3 separate regions of the Mus musculus genome follow, and regions 1 and 3 are each linked to region 2. The links are chromatin contacts, called in public ChIA-PET and Hi-C maps. All regions are on one chromosome and are shown on one strand. Each heading gives the region's core, a stretch centred on a gene start, on an enhancer-like site or on the middle of the called end of the contact. The rest is flanking DNA. Distances are from core to core; before and after follow the strand shown. Region 1 has its middle 83 kb from the start of Tnfaip3. Region 2 overlaps Gm20139 (predicted gene, 20139). Region 3 has its middle 19 kb from the start of Gm51814.

Region 1 (3,834 bases), core at 410-2,909, 250 kb before region 2:
TTATTTCTGGCTCTCTTCCTTATTTGCCTCAACAAGAACACATGCCCAAGTAAGTAAACTGCCTTGTGGTAATGACTTTAGGCTAGGGTTGTTCATAGACAGGTAGGAGTGTCAAGGTCCCTTGCCTTAAACTCTCTTTCTTAACTGATTGATCCAGGGTCTCAGGTTCCCAGACTGGCTTAGACTGGTTGTTTTCAGTGTCATAACCGCTCCAGTGCAATGCTAGGCGATGAGATGATATTCTGGACACTAAACTGCTAGCAAGCACTCACCCATCTGTCACAGTGGCCAGCTTTCCACACTGGGAGGGAACTTTACTCATACAATTAGTTAGAAACAGAGACGTAGAGAGTACGAGGCATGACCATGAAGTACTTAAAGAAACAGCCAGATCGCAGAAGGCGTGGGGTAGGACCATGTATTGGCGGTCCACCAGAGATACTGAAGAGACATTTTCTGGCCATAGGAAATTTGGAGAAAGATTGATTACACACAGCCAACTTGTATATCCTTGAAATCATTCCCAGAGTCTTAGCTATGCTAATACGCCCTTGTACATTTAACAAAAGCATTGACATAAGGGACCGAGGAGATGGTGCGCTAGGTGGATTTCCTCATGTCTTAATGCTTCTGACAGCTTGGTTTACTCTCATGGCTTAGATGAGAGGGGATTTGGACTATATAACATTTTCACAGCAAGCACGAAGGCCTGAGTGTGAACCCCCAGAAACTGTGTAAAACTCCAGGGGTTGGCAGTGTACACCTGTAACTACAATGCTACAGAAGGCAGTGAGAGAAATATTTCTGGGTCTTGCTGGTGAGTATTGATCCAGGTTCAGTGAGAAACTCTGTGTCATGAAAATAAGGCAGGAAGTGATATAACAGGTACCCAACATCTAGACTCCACATATACACACAGACACAAGTACCTGCATATATGTGTGCACATATGCACACAATAAACATATACAAACACACACACAAAGAAAATGTGTGTGAGAGAGAGAGAGAGAGGGAGAGGAGAGAGGGAGGGGGAGGGGAGGGGAAGGGAGAGGGGGAGGGGGAGGGGAAGGGAGAGTTGATTATCAGTAATATTGACAACTATAGCTGCTGCCTAGGAATTGCTTTCTTTCAGGAGCTACACAGTGTCTGCTCTTTAGGCTGTCATCTGTGGTTGTCATTTGCATGTTCTTATAACTCTTAAGAACATGCTTTTATTCTAGATATTGTTTTACAAAATGGAAACTTAGCTGTTTAGAAGAGTCTGTAAACCTTGGCAGTTGACATGACAGTGGATTCTGACTGGATTTTCTGCTCTGACCCCAAGACAATGTCCTCAGCTGATTCTGCTTGGACTAAGGTTCTAAACGGGGACTGGAAAACTTCTTTTGGCAAAGGGCCAGGGGGTAAACACTTTTGCTTTGTGGGCACTGTGGTATCAGCTTCTATTTCTTAACTTTGTTGCTGTAATGTGAAGAAAGCCATTGGTGCTGTGTAAATAGATGGGTGTGGCTATGGTCCAATTAGACTATATTTATAGAAAATGGAGAAGAGCTTGCTCTAAAGAACTAAAATGGGCAAATATACACAGTCAAAAATCACCTCATGGTAGCAGTTGTTGCTTCAAAAACTCTACTTTTAGCAATACAGGAAACTACTTCCCTTATGTTCTTGGGTCTGAGGAAACAAAACAATGAAGAACCGACAGTTTCCTGTTTCTGTCAGTATCAGGCAGGAGAGAGAAAAATTTCTTGCACTGGGAAGAAGAAATAGGGATAGTGAACCTGTGGGTCAGGGTAAGTTGAGGCATGGAGCCAAATACAGTGTTTTGGTTTTAATGTCCTCCACAGGCTCATATTTTGAACATTTATTCCCATGCTGACACTGTTTTAGAAGGCTGCTTAGTCTTTAGGAAGTAAAGTCTGGATGGCAGAAGTAGATCAGTAGACATGGGCCTTGGAGGTTATATCCTCCATGGGTCCAGCCTGCTCTCTCTGCTAACTGGCCATGTGACCATCAAACTCCTCTGGCACAGACTGAGGTCCTACCATGCTTTTTCACTGTAAATGGACTGGAATCTTTTAAAGTCATGAGTGAAACAAATCTTTCCTCAGTTAAGTTATTTCTGGTGGGTATTTGGTTACATTAATGCAAAATTGACAAATATACTGATTCTCAGTGTTGACTTCCCTACTTGCAATACCTGGGATACCAACATGGGTATCTACCTGATTTCTGAGTCTCAAGTTCCATTTCCATAAACAGATGAGAAGCGATGTTGGCCAGCTTTCTAAAGTTGAGTCTAGAAGGCAAGAGGAAGATAGCTGAACAGAGAGAAATAACAGCTGCCCAAGTATGGGACTCACCGGAAAGCTTCTTCATAAAGTGACGAATTGGAAGAAGACCCTGGGCACCAGATAGGAGCTGAGACTTCCAGGAATAAATCCTATTACAGCCTGGGGGTAAGTCCCTTGAAAGCAGAAGGGAATCAATAACAATCTTACTTATTTTTATTGTTAATCTTGGGTATCACGTTGATTATATGTGAAGTCGACTGAGAGACTCTGAGGGTTGGAGGGCTCCTAAGGGTATTTCCTGAAAGGACAGGTGGAAGGGGACGAGCTCTCCTTTAGAGTGGGGGCATCTTTGGTAGCTCCGATAAAGACAATCCAAGTGGAAAAGTTTCGATATTTGCCTGCTGGGTTTCTTTCTTTTTTTAATTGAAAATATTTTGTTTCATATAATATATTCTGATTACTGTTTCTCCTCCCTCATCTCCTTCCAGATCCTGTCTTCATTTCCACTCCTCAAATTCCATGCTATTATTTTTCTCTCTCTCTCTTAAGAAAAAGACCCAGGCATATAGAAAAGACAAACAAACAAGAATATAACAAACTAAAAGGCAACAAAAAGGGAATAAAGAGCATGAGAAATGCATATACACAAGCACCCACACATATGCACAATAGACACACACATATATGTGATATATATGTATGAACACACACATATACACCATTAAACACAAAATTGGAAACAGTAAAATGCAAGCAAAAGATCAGTAAGAAAAAAAAGGCTCAAACAAAAATAAATATCCAAATAAACCTTTGATGAAATTTTGTGTTGGTGATCTACTGCAGGGCACGGGGCCTGCCTTTATGTGAGTTTTGTCTAGTGAGAGTCCCTTGGAGAAACTACCTTTTCCCTGTTGAAAAGTTATTAATTGATGATATCTTCATGGCTGGGGATGAGAATTCATCTCTACTTCCTTACTTCAGTGCTGGGACGCCATTGGCTTGTATCTGTGCATGTTGCTTCAGCCTCAGTGAGTTCATATACATGCCAGCTTTATTCTATCTAAAGGCCTTATTTCCTTGGTCTCCTCTCTCCCCTCTGGTACGCACACTCTTTCTTTCTGCCTCATTTTCTGCAGTTTCCTGAGCCTTGAGTGGAGGAATTTGATGGAATTATCCCATTTAATTCTGAATGTTTCAAACTCTCTCATTCCCTGCATATTGTCTTGCTGTGGGTATCTATATTAGTTCTCACAGGAGGAAGCTTCTATGATGATAGCTAAAAAATGGGTGGATCTATGAGTATAGAAGAATGTCATTAGCCATTGTATTGCTGCATTCCTTTGACAGGACAGTAGCATTTAGTTTTCCTCTAGGTCCCAGGCCTATGTAGTCTCAGGTTCTTGGCCACCCAAGCAGCATTTAGTGTGGCTTCCATGTCATGGAGTGAGCCTTAACTCAAATAAGATGTTGCTTGGTTACTCCCACAAGCCTTCTGGTGCTACTGTACCAGCATAGCAGGTCAGGCCACCATTGTAGA
Region 2 (3,936 bases), core at 898-3,397:
AGGGATGGGTCTAGGGGGGTGTGAGGGTAGGGAGGGGAGCTCTAGGAGTGCAGAGAGAGAGGCCTTCTATGAGAGATTAGGCAGTGGCTCTGTAGGTGAAGGCCTTCTCCATGGCTCCCTCCGGCAGATCTTGATGAAAAGAGTCAGTCCATAGTTCTGAATTGTTTATAGCCGTTGTGGAAAGTGAATGCATAAAACCATGCCCCACTTCTCAGGGTGGGCCTGAGATTAAATACCTTTTTTGGGGGAGGCTTGTCTGGGAAGGGAATCTTATTGGCAACGCCCACCCCCCGGCCTCTAGGTACCACATTGGCATGGAGATCTCTTTTCCTCTTGTGTTGGTCTGAAATGTTGTGGATGTCTCATCAAAATCTGGAAGGGCTTGGGGCTTTGCCCTCATGTGACTGATGGCCACAGATCTATGGGAGAGGGCTGTGTCTATGTGACAGGGGCCTGGTGCCCCAAGCAGGCAAAGCTCCTACCATCCCTTCAGGTCTCTGGGGCTTCCAATCCTTTAGCTCAAGGGAGGACCAGGCTACCTCTCACAGTCCACTGCTTATAAAATCACAGTATATTCCTTATAAAATCTTCATGGTAACCTGAGGCTGTTCCTGGACAGCTGTTCTCTCTATTTTATCTTCCTGGGTCCCTTAAGACATTTACATTTTAACCCTAGATCTATTTGTTTAACCAGATAGTAGATTCTTCTAAGCTAAAATTTAAGACATAGGACACCATAAACATGCTTTAGCCCTTGGGGGCTGAGGATTGTGGGTATTGTTGGGTATGTGAGAGTTACTATAAAGATGAGTAAGTCTGGTTCCCCTCCCCGCATTGTTCTCCAGTCTTTGATGGGACCCTTTACTCAGTTTCTGCTTCATGCCATTCAGATCTTTTACACAGTCTACTCATTAAATGACACTTTTAGGTGGTTATGGTCTTGTTGATGTTGAACTACAGATAACGTAGAAGCAAAAAGCAGACAGGCCGTCCACGGCAGAGCTAAGCAAGTTGTTTTGACCGTAACCCACAGCAGATGTTACCGTCAGGACTCTGTGTACTGTGATGTACTCTGATCTAGTCCCTCCCCATCCCATGATGCTTGCTACGGCCTACAGAGTTGAGTTCTCAAGCAAAACTGTGCTCCGTTTCATGTGCTCTGTGGTTTATGAAGCTCAAATAGCCAGGTTTAAGAAGTTTTGGTTTCTCTTAAGAAATATCTGGTGTCACTCATGGAGGCTCACACCTCCTGTAATTCTACCACTTGGGAGACTAAGACGGAAATAGTGCTGAGATTTCAAGGCCAGCCTGGATCTTAAAACACCAAAGCAGTTGTTTTTATTTGTTTTGTTTTGCTTGTTTGTTTGTTTCATTGGTTGGGTTTTTTTTTTTTTCTCCTTATTATGAAGACTCCTTATCTATTCATCAGTTGGGATCTCTTGTCATATTCTCTCTCTCTCTCTCTCTCTCTCTCTCTCTCGGTTTAGTATCTTGAGTTAGGGCCTTACTGAGTATTCACGATCCTCCTGCCTCAGTCTCCTGAGTGCCAGGATTTCAAGTGTATGATACCATGTCTAGCTTGGCCAGAGCTTTTTGTTTTAAAATACAGTGTCGTGGATAGAGGAGACAGTTTTGCTCTATTGGAGTCTTATCTACTGAAACTTTTCTACTCGCAGTGGAGTCCTGGAACTGGAGAGAAATTCCGAGGGCAGGTCAGAAGCCTCCACTCCAGGGTGTCCCAGTTAAACCTTTCCAGGTTTAGACTGGGAATCCTGATAAAGTAAGTCACAAAAACGTTAGCTCTTTTCTCTTTTCAACATGCCCCTCTGCACAGCACTGGCCTCCAGCGTGGTTTACCAGCGATCAGCTTGCTGAAGTTTTGATGTCCCTGCAAAGTGCCCAGGTGGCTTGTTTTACTTTGTTTTGAGTTCCCCTGGCGTTCCTTCCAGGTCGCAGTTGCACGGTTGATTTGTTGACTGTGGTTTGAGGTCAATAAGAAGCTTATTCTAGAGAAAGGTGGAGAGAAAACAAAACAAAACAACCACCCAAGATTCAATTGCCCGCGTCAAACAGCTGAGGAAGCTGAGTGTTGTCAGTGGTCGTGAAAAGGAAGAGTGACGTCACTCATTGGTGAAGCAGAGTCGTGTGCTGCCATCTATTGGTAATTCTGTAAAACTGCAGGGTTTAAGCTTTTAATGCCACTTGTTTTAAAACTATCTTGGGAGTGGGGGAGAACTAAGATTCATTTCACCTGCTCTCTAAAGTTCTCCTTCCCAAGCAGCCTAGATCTAGTTAAAGACACTGTGGCTGGCAATGACCTATCTTTAACCCGGAAGAAGCTCCTCAATACGGGAGACCAAAGGGACGGGGGGAATTCCCACACCGGCTCCTGACTGTCCAAGCCGACACACTTCCCCTTCAGGATGGTTTGAGGGAAGAAGAGCCTGTCTGCACGTCTGAGAGATTTCAAAGAACACTCTGTTCTTATCCTTCAGATCTCTGATTGCTTCATGGGCTTTCTGAGAGCGTGTGCAGAGGGGAGCTTTTACACCAAACAAAACAGCTCCTGGGTGTTTGATGCCTGATGCTTCTACGTTCTCCAGTGTCTGGATGGTTTGTCTTTGAGTGAAAAAGGACATTGCATTCCCACCACTTCCATTATCAAAGAGGCTCAGTTCATTCACAAAAGGAAATTGATGCCTAAATAAAGTTAACAGAATTCTATGTTTAAAGGGTTTACACTGGAAAAAATAATCACTTAGTGGCAAATACAATTTAACTAATTAGGCAACTATGTATACTTGTGAGATTTATTTCAAGGGAAATGAATGGCCATGGTTCTGTGGTTCTGTGTGTTTGTGTGTGTGTGTGTGTGTGTGTGTGTGTGTGTGTGTGTGTTTGTGTGTGTATAGATAGATAGATAGACAGACTCTTCTTGTTGGATGCTCAGATACATAAATGAGCAATGAAATTAAAATCTTTAGCCCTAAAGCCACAACAGTAGGAACTGGTAATAAGTAGTTAGGTGGAAGCATGCAGGGAAGGAAGGTGTGTGGAGGGGCAGGTCACCATTTTTTTGGGGGGGGGGGGTGATCAAGGTGTGCCTTAGGAAAACTGCATCTGAACAGAGACTCCAAGTGTGTGGAAGAGTTAATCTTGTAGGCATGAATAGGAATATACTAGATGTGGGGGTCAGAGGGAGTTTGTGCAAAGGACCCAGGCTGTGTCTGGAATGGTAGTCTGAGACAGTGTTCATGGTAGTACAGAGGGACAGGTTGGGCAACTCCTCTTGAGGAAGCTGTCTTGCCCTTCCTCCTCCAGCAGTAAGACTTACACCCAGGGCTTCATGCACGCACGCTGGGCAAGCAAATCTACTAAGCTATACTATAACTTTGGGTTTTAGTCTTAAGTGCAAGGAGTCACTACTGTCTTAAACCAAGGAACCCTGTAATTTTGCACAGCTCTTACAAGAGTTACTCCAGCTGGCCCTTTTAGATAGAAAATAGGCAAATAGGCAAGGTAGGAGATCCATAGGAGACCTAAATTCAGTCAAGCTAGGGACACTGTTGGCTTGCACTGCATTTATAATGGGGTAGGGGGTTGAGAAATGATGAGATTCTGTACGTCAAAATTTAATGACAGATTCATGAGAGCTATGCAAAAGAGTGGTCCAGGACACAAAAACCCCAGGATTTTTTGTCCTGAGCACTGGCAGAAAACTGGCACCATATGGATCTGGGAGATGGCTAGGCAACCCTTACATGCTAGACACAGAACACAGTGAGTTCTCTTAGTTTTCCTGGAGGATACCTGGTCTGGCTGTCTGATCTCATTTGCATATGCAGCCAGAAGCGACCATTTTCAACCTTTCTGACCATAATTCTCCTCAGCTAACGTTTCTAGAGGAGTGCGGTGGGACATGCTGTAAACCAACAC
Region 3 (3,774 bases), core at 1,159-3,658, 140 kb before region 2:
ACGTTTGGCAGGGGCTAGGTAGGACTAGCCACTGATGTTTAGGGCAAGTGGAGAGACAGAGATAATAAACTGGTAAGAGCACGCCTTTTCAGGCAGGAGATAGTAGCATCCAGCAATTGTGCCTAGAAGGCAAGTTATAAAGTAACAAACCGCGTGTGTGTGTGTGTGTGTGTGTGTGTGTGTTCCTCAGATTCAGGGGAGCTGGAAGAGGATTGGTAGCATGATCACTTCTCAGAGCAAAGAGGAGTGGAACAAAAAGGAAGCCGGGTGGGGGCTCCAGAGGGTGGCCAATCCCGGGACAAAAAGTTGTAGAGCAAAACGACATGCAACACATTTCTAGTTCAGTTGCTCTATTATTATGTAACTATAGTATAGCAGCAGTGTTGTGTACTAACTGAGCTATTCTTAAAAAAAAAAAAGAAATCTAATAGTATTTCATCATTTTACTTTTATAAGAAACTGTACTTCAGGCTTCAAATAGTCAAAAGTTAATAATTTTTAGACAGTCAGTGATACACATTAATATTTTAACTTCCTTATATGCACACATTTGTTTTTATAGCCTGAGAATGGATGAGACTGAAGAAAACAAGTACATAAAGTGATAAGAAATATACTCCTTAGTGTCATTATATTTATCCAACTAAACATAGCCAGTGTTGTAGACGTGGCTTGGTGGTACAGTGCTTTTCTAACATGTGAGTGGCCCTGGGTGTGATTGAAGCAACACACACACATGCACACACACATATACACATACACACATACATGTGCAAACACGTGCACACACATGCACAAAGGTGCATGCGCACACACACATACACACAGACACACACATGCAATACACACACACACACACAGGTGTACACACACATACATACACACACACACACACATGCATACACATGTCATCTCTCTACAAACAACTTTTCTGTCTACTCATCATATGCTTCTCAACGTTCTTAGAGAATCTTTAAACATATGTACATTTTAGCATGATATATATTTAGTCACATGTCTATTACTCCACTTAACTATAATTTCCTTAAAGGTAAGGATTAAGGTTCTGTCTTTTATAAGTCCATGCGTACTACTAGTTCAACAACAGCACAGTGGTACAGGCAAAGCACTTGGCTAGTTATGGAAAGCATACAAATAAAACAATGTGTAAATTTCTTCACGTAGTAAGAAAGTAGTAACCTGGAGTAGTGAATTTACACACGCAGGGCTTTAGTTAGGATCATCAGTGTTTTTCCACAGACCCAGTGTTAGCTGCTTAGTCCCTGAGCAGCACCATTGATCACTGAGCCTCTGTGATGTGACGCGTAGTAGGAAGCCATAAGATCACTGAGGATATAGACCGTGCTCCCCTTTCTCTGCCTTTCCTTTCTGGATGGTGAAGGGAGTGGTTTTGCTCGGTTGTACACTCCAGCCACCACTTGATACTTCCACAGTCCCAAAGCAATAGTGAGAACTAAATGTGGCCAAAGCCACAAAAGCTGTGAGCCAGGACAACTTTTCTCTTTGTGAGTTAATTGCCTCAGGGGTGTCACTAGAGTGAGATCTGACTAATGCAGCCAGGCACCAACATACAGGAATGTCACCCATAATACATGAAAACTTCCACGTGGAAAACAACCTCTTTCAAGGCAGGCATATATCTTCTGAGTCTGTAGGACTGCGAACGTGAGATTTTTTATTTCCTTGGGTATATTCTCTGACTCCAGACATCAGGCATATTCCGTGACTCAAGATTTTGTTTGGTTTTGCTTTTTAGGTTTTCTTGATAAAATCACTTTCTCTTTCCAAAGTTCTAACAGTTCTGACAATGGACATAGCTTTTCACAGAAGCTTAAGCATTTTGACTACCTAGGGTGGCATGGACTAGTGTTCTGGCAGGCATTCAGACTACAAAATTCAGTGGTTTTGCCACCATACATGTATAATGTTATGTAAATGAGACTCCAAGAGGGAAAATGTAGAGAAGTGCAGGACAGGGCTTTGTAGCATGTAATTTTTGCTACCCTGCTTTAAGCTCTGGGTGGACTGTGTTATCAGCCCCACCCAGGTTCTCTTGGATCCTCGGATGAAACACACACACACACACACACACGCTTATTTTTCAACCTGCCTTATTGGCTCAGTTGCTGGGTGCTTCTAATCTCCCATGGCTAGATTGCCTTTTCCAATACTCTTAGCACCCTAAATCTGCCCTCAGCTTTAGTTCCTACCCCAGGCCCAGTTGGGGAAGTAGCTAATGGCCACTTCACCCTAGATCTCACATGGCTGATGGCCTTTTCTCCCTCTGAAGCATGGCAAAATCTCTCTTCCTCTCATTGCATATCTTTAGCTTCTACTGCAGGGGACATGGAAGTCCCGCCTCTTTCCTTCTGCCCAGCAATTGGCCCCTGGCATCTTTATTGATAGATCAAGAACCAATTGGGAAACAGGATTTTACCACCAAGAGCCACTCCCTACAGGACTTAAAGAGAAAATCACTGTGAGAGAACGACATCAATCAGACAAGCTGAGTAGTACACACTGGAACACAGTGAATCAATTAGGTCAGCCTCCTTGATGATACAAATTAGCAAGGCCTGTTTGTGAACAGTAGAGATTGTTAGAATTCTTTCAAATCAGAAAATTGAACTAACTCTTGTAATGCATGCGCTCTCTCTCTGTCTCTGTCTCTGTCTCTCTCGCTCTGTCTCTCTCTCTCTCTCTCTCTCTCTCTCTCTCTCTCTCTCTCTCTCTCTCTCTCTCTCTCTCTCTCTCTCTCTCTCTCTCTCTCTCTCTCTCTCGATAAGGTCTTTTACTGAACTCAGAGCTTACCAACTGGATAGACAGGTCAGGCAGCAAGAGACCTCCTGTCTCTACCAACCAGTTTTCAGATTACAACTGAGGTCCTCATGCTGGTATAACAAACATTTAACAGAGCAAACCATCTGACAAGGCAGATTTTTATTCTTATAAGTAGGCAAGTTTAGGAAATACTAAATGGGTTCATTTTAACTCCTGATATCAAATTTAGTCCTAAAAGTTTCACAAATCCCTCTACTTACAATCCCAGCTTCCCCATACTGATGCCCACAGAGTTTACTCTCTCTTTTTTCACCAATCCTTCTCTCTCAGGATCCCTCTTTTCCTCTACTTCCTTCCCCTCCCCCCCCCTCTTTTCTTTCCTCCTTTCAAATTCCTGCCCCCTCTTTGTCCAGAATTCGCTCAGTTCAGTGTTTTATGAGGAGTCCGGGGAGTCCTGCCCTGCAAGTGGAGGTAAAGGCAGCAGAAGCCACAGGTGCTGCAGGTCACTACTTGATGTCACTCATGAATTTACGAACATACAGAGGTGATTTCGGTATATTACCTAACTATATCACCAGGTGAGTTTGTTTGCTTTTTACATGCTGATCAAATAAAGTCGGATCATAAAGCCGAGCTGTTCAATTCCCTTCAGAAAGTCCCTAGTCCTTCCACTTGGGAATTTTGAATCTGAAAAGTTCGAGCATTTTCTATGTGATTTTCTTTCTAAAAATACAACTTGCGTGAAGCCTGGTACTATTTTCACTTTGTGCACTCAGCATGATAAGCAGCACCTGGGGAAGTGTTGCTTGTATCAACTCTAACCTTAGGCCTCTGTTGCTCTGAGCAGTACTCTTGGCATTTTCAGAGAGACTCCTTCCTGGTCCTGACCGTTCTGTTGCCTCTTAAGGTTTAAACATATGGGTTGAAGGTAAGTACATTGTATTATCTAGGTGCCAGGCACTCTATTTGTTG

The links. Hi-C and Micro-C count contacts between places; a contact is called where the count stands out from the background. ChIA-PET counts read pairs in DNA pulled down with a chosen protein or histone mark.
Region 1: a contact with region 2 is called in a Hi-C map of bone marrow-derived macrophages, with 36 read pairs. The contact joins two enhancer-like sites. A contact is called at or near these places in 3 of 39 promoter capture datasets (the 3T3-L1 cell line, hippocampal neurons and pre-B cells), 4 of 15 datasets of contacts at CTCF or cohesin (CD8 T cells, the NIH/3T3 cell line, large pre-B cells and 1 more), 56 of 484 Hi-C or Micro-C datasets (the 63-12 cell line, the AML12 cell line, B cells and 37 more), 29 of 115 datasets of contacts at active chromatin or transcription factors (the 230-238 cell line, CD8 T cells, the HPC-7 cell line and 21 more) and 3 of 9 other capture datasets (bone marrow-derived macrophages, embryonic stem cells and liver).
Region 3: an RNA polymerase II ChIA-PET map of effector CD8 T cells shows a contact between it and region 2, with 81 read pairs. The contact joins two enhancer-like sites. A contact is called at or near these places in 2 of 15 datasets of contacts at CTCF or cohesin (CD8 T cells and the NIH/3T3 cell line), 10 of 484 Hi-C or Micro-C datasets (the Ba/F3 cell line, the C2C12 cell line, CD4 T cells and 5 more) and 12 of 115 datasets of contacts at active chromatin or transcription factors (the 230-238 cell line, CD8 T cells, the HPC-7 cell line and 9 more).

What each region holds. Positions count from the first base shown.
Region 1 is chr10:18,930,017-18,933,850 of GRCm38.p6, forward strand. No RefSeq gene overlaps it. Among named protein-coding and RNA genes, the nearest start is that of Tnfaip3, 83 kb to the right of the region's middle. Within about 2 kb of position 1,660, at least 26 of the 459 cell types and tissues checked have an H3K27ac peak or open chromatin away from gene starts, as enhancers often do. A contact at or near this core is called in ECoMG-derived neutrophils, bone marrow-derived macrophages, double positive thymocytes and 3 more, where this site is marked.
Region 2 is chr10:19,184,009-19,187,944 of GRCm38.p6, forward strand. The region is part of intron 2 of Gm20139 (predicted gene, 20139); the gene reads left to right. Among named protein-coding and RNA genes, the nearest start is that of Gm20139, 44 kb to the left of the region's middle. Within about 2 kb of position 2,148, at least 168 of the 459 cell types and tissues checked have an H3K27ac peak or open chromatin away from gene starts, as enhancers often do. A contact at or near this core is called in the C2C12 cell line, CD8 T cells, ECoMG-derived neutrophils and 8 more, where this site is marked.
Region 3 is chr10:19,041,668-19,045,441 of GRCm38.p6, forward strand. No RefSeq gene overlaps it. Among named protein-coding and RNA genes, the nearest start is that of Gm51814, 19 kb to the right of the region's middle. Within about 2 kb of position 2,409, at least 133 of the 459 cell types and tissues checked have an H3K27ac peak or open chromatin away from gene starts, as enhancers often do. A contact at or near this core is called in the C2C12 cell line, CD8 T cells, bone marrow-derived macrophages and 5 more, where this site is marked.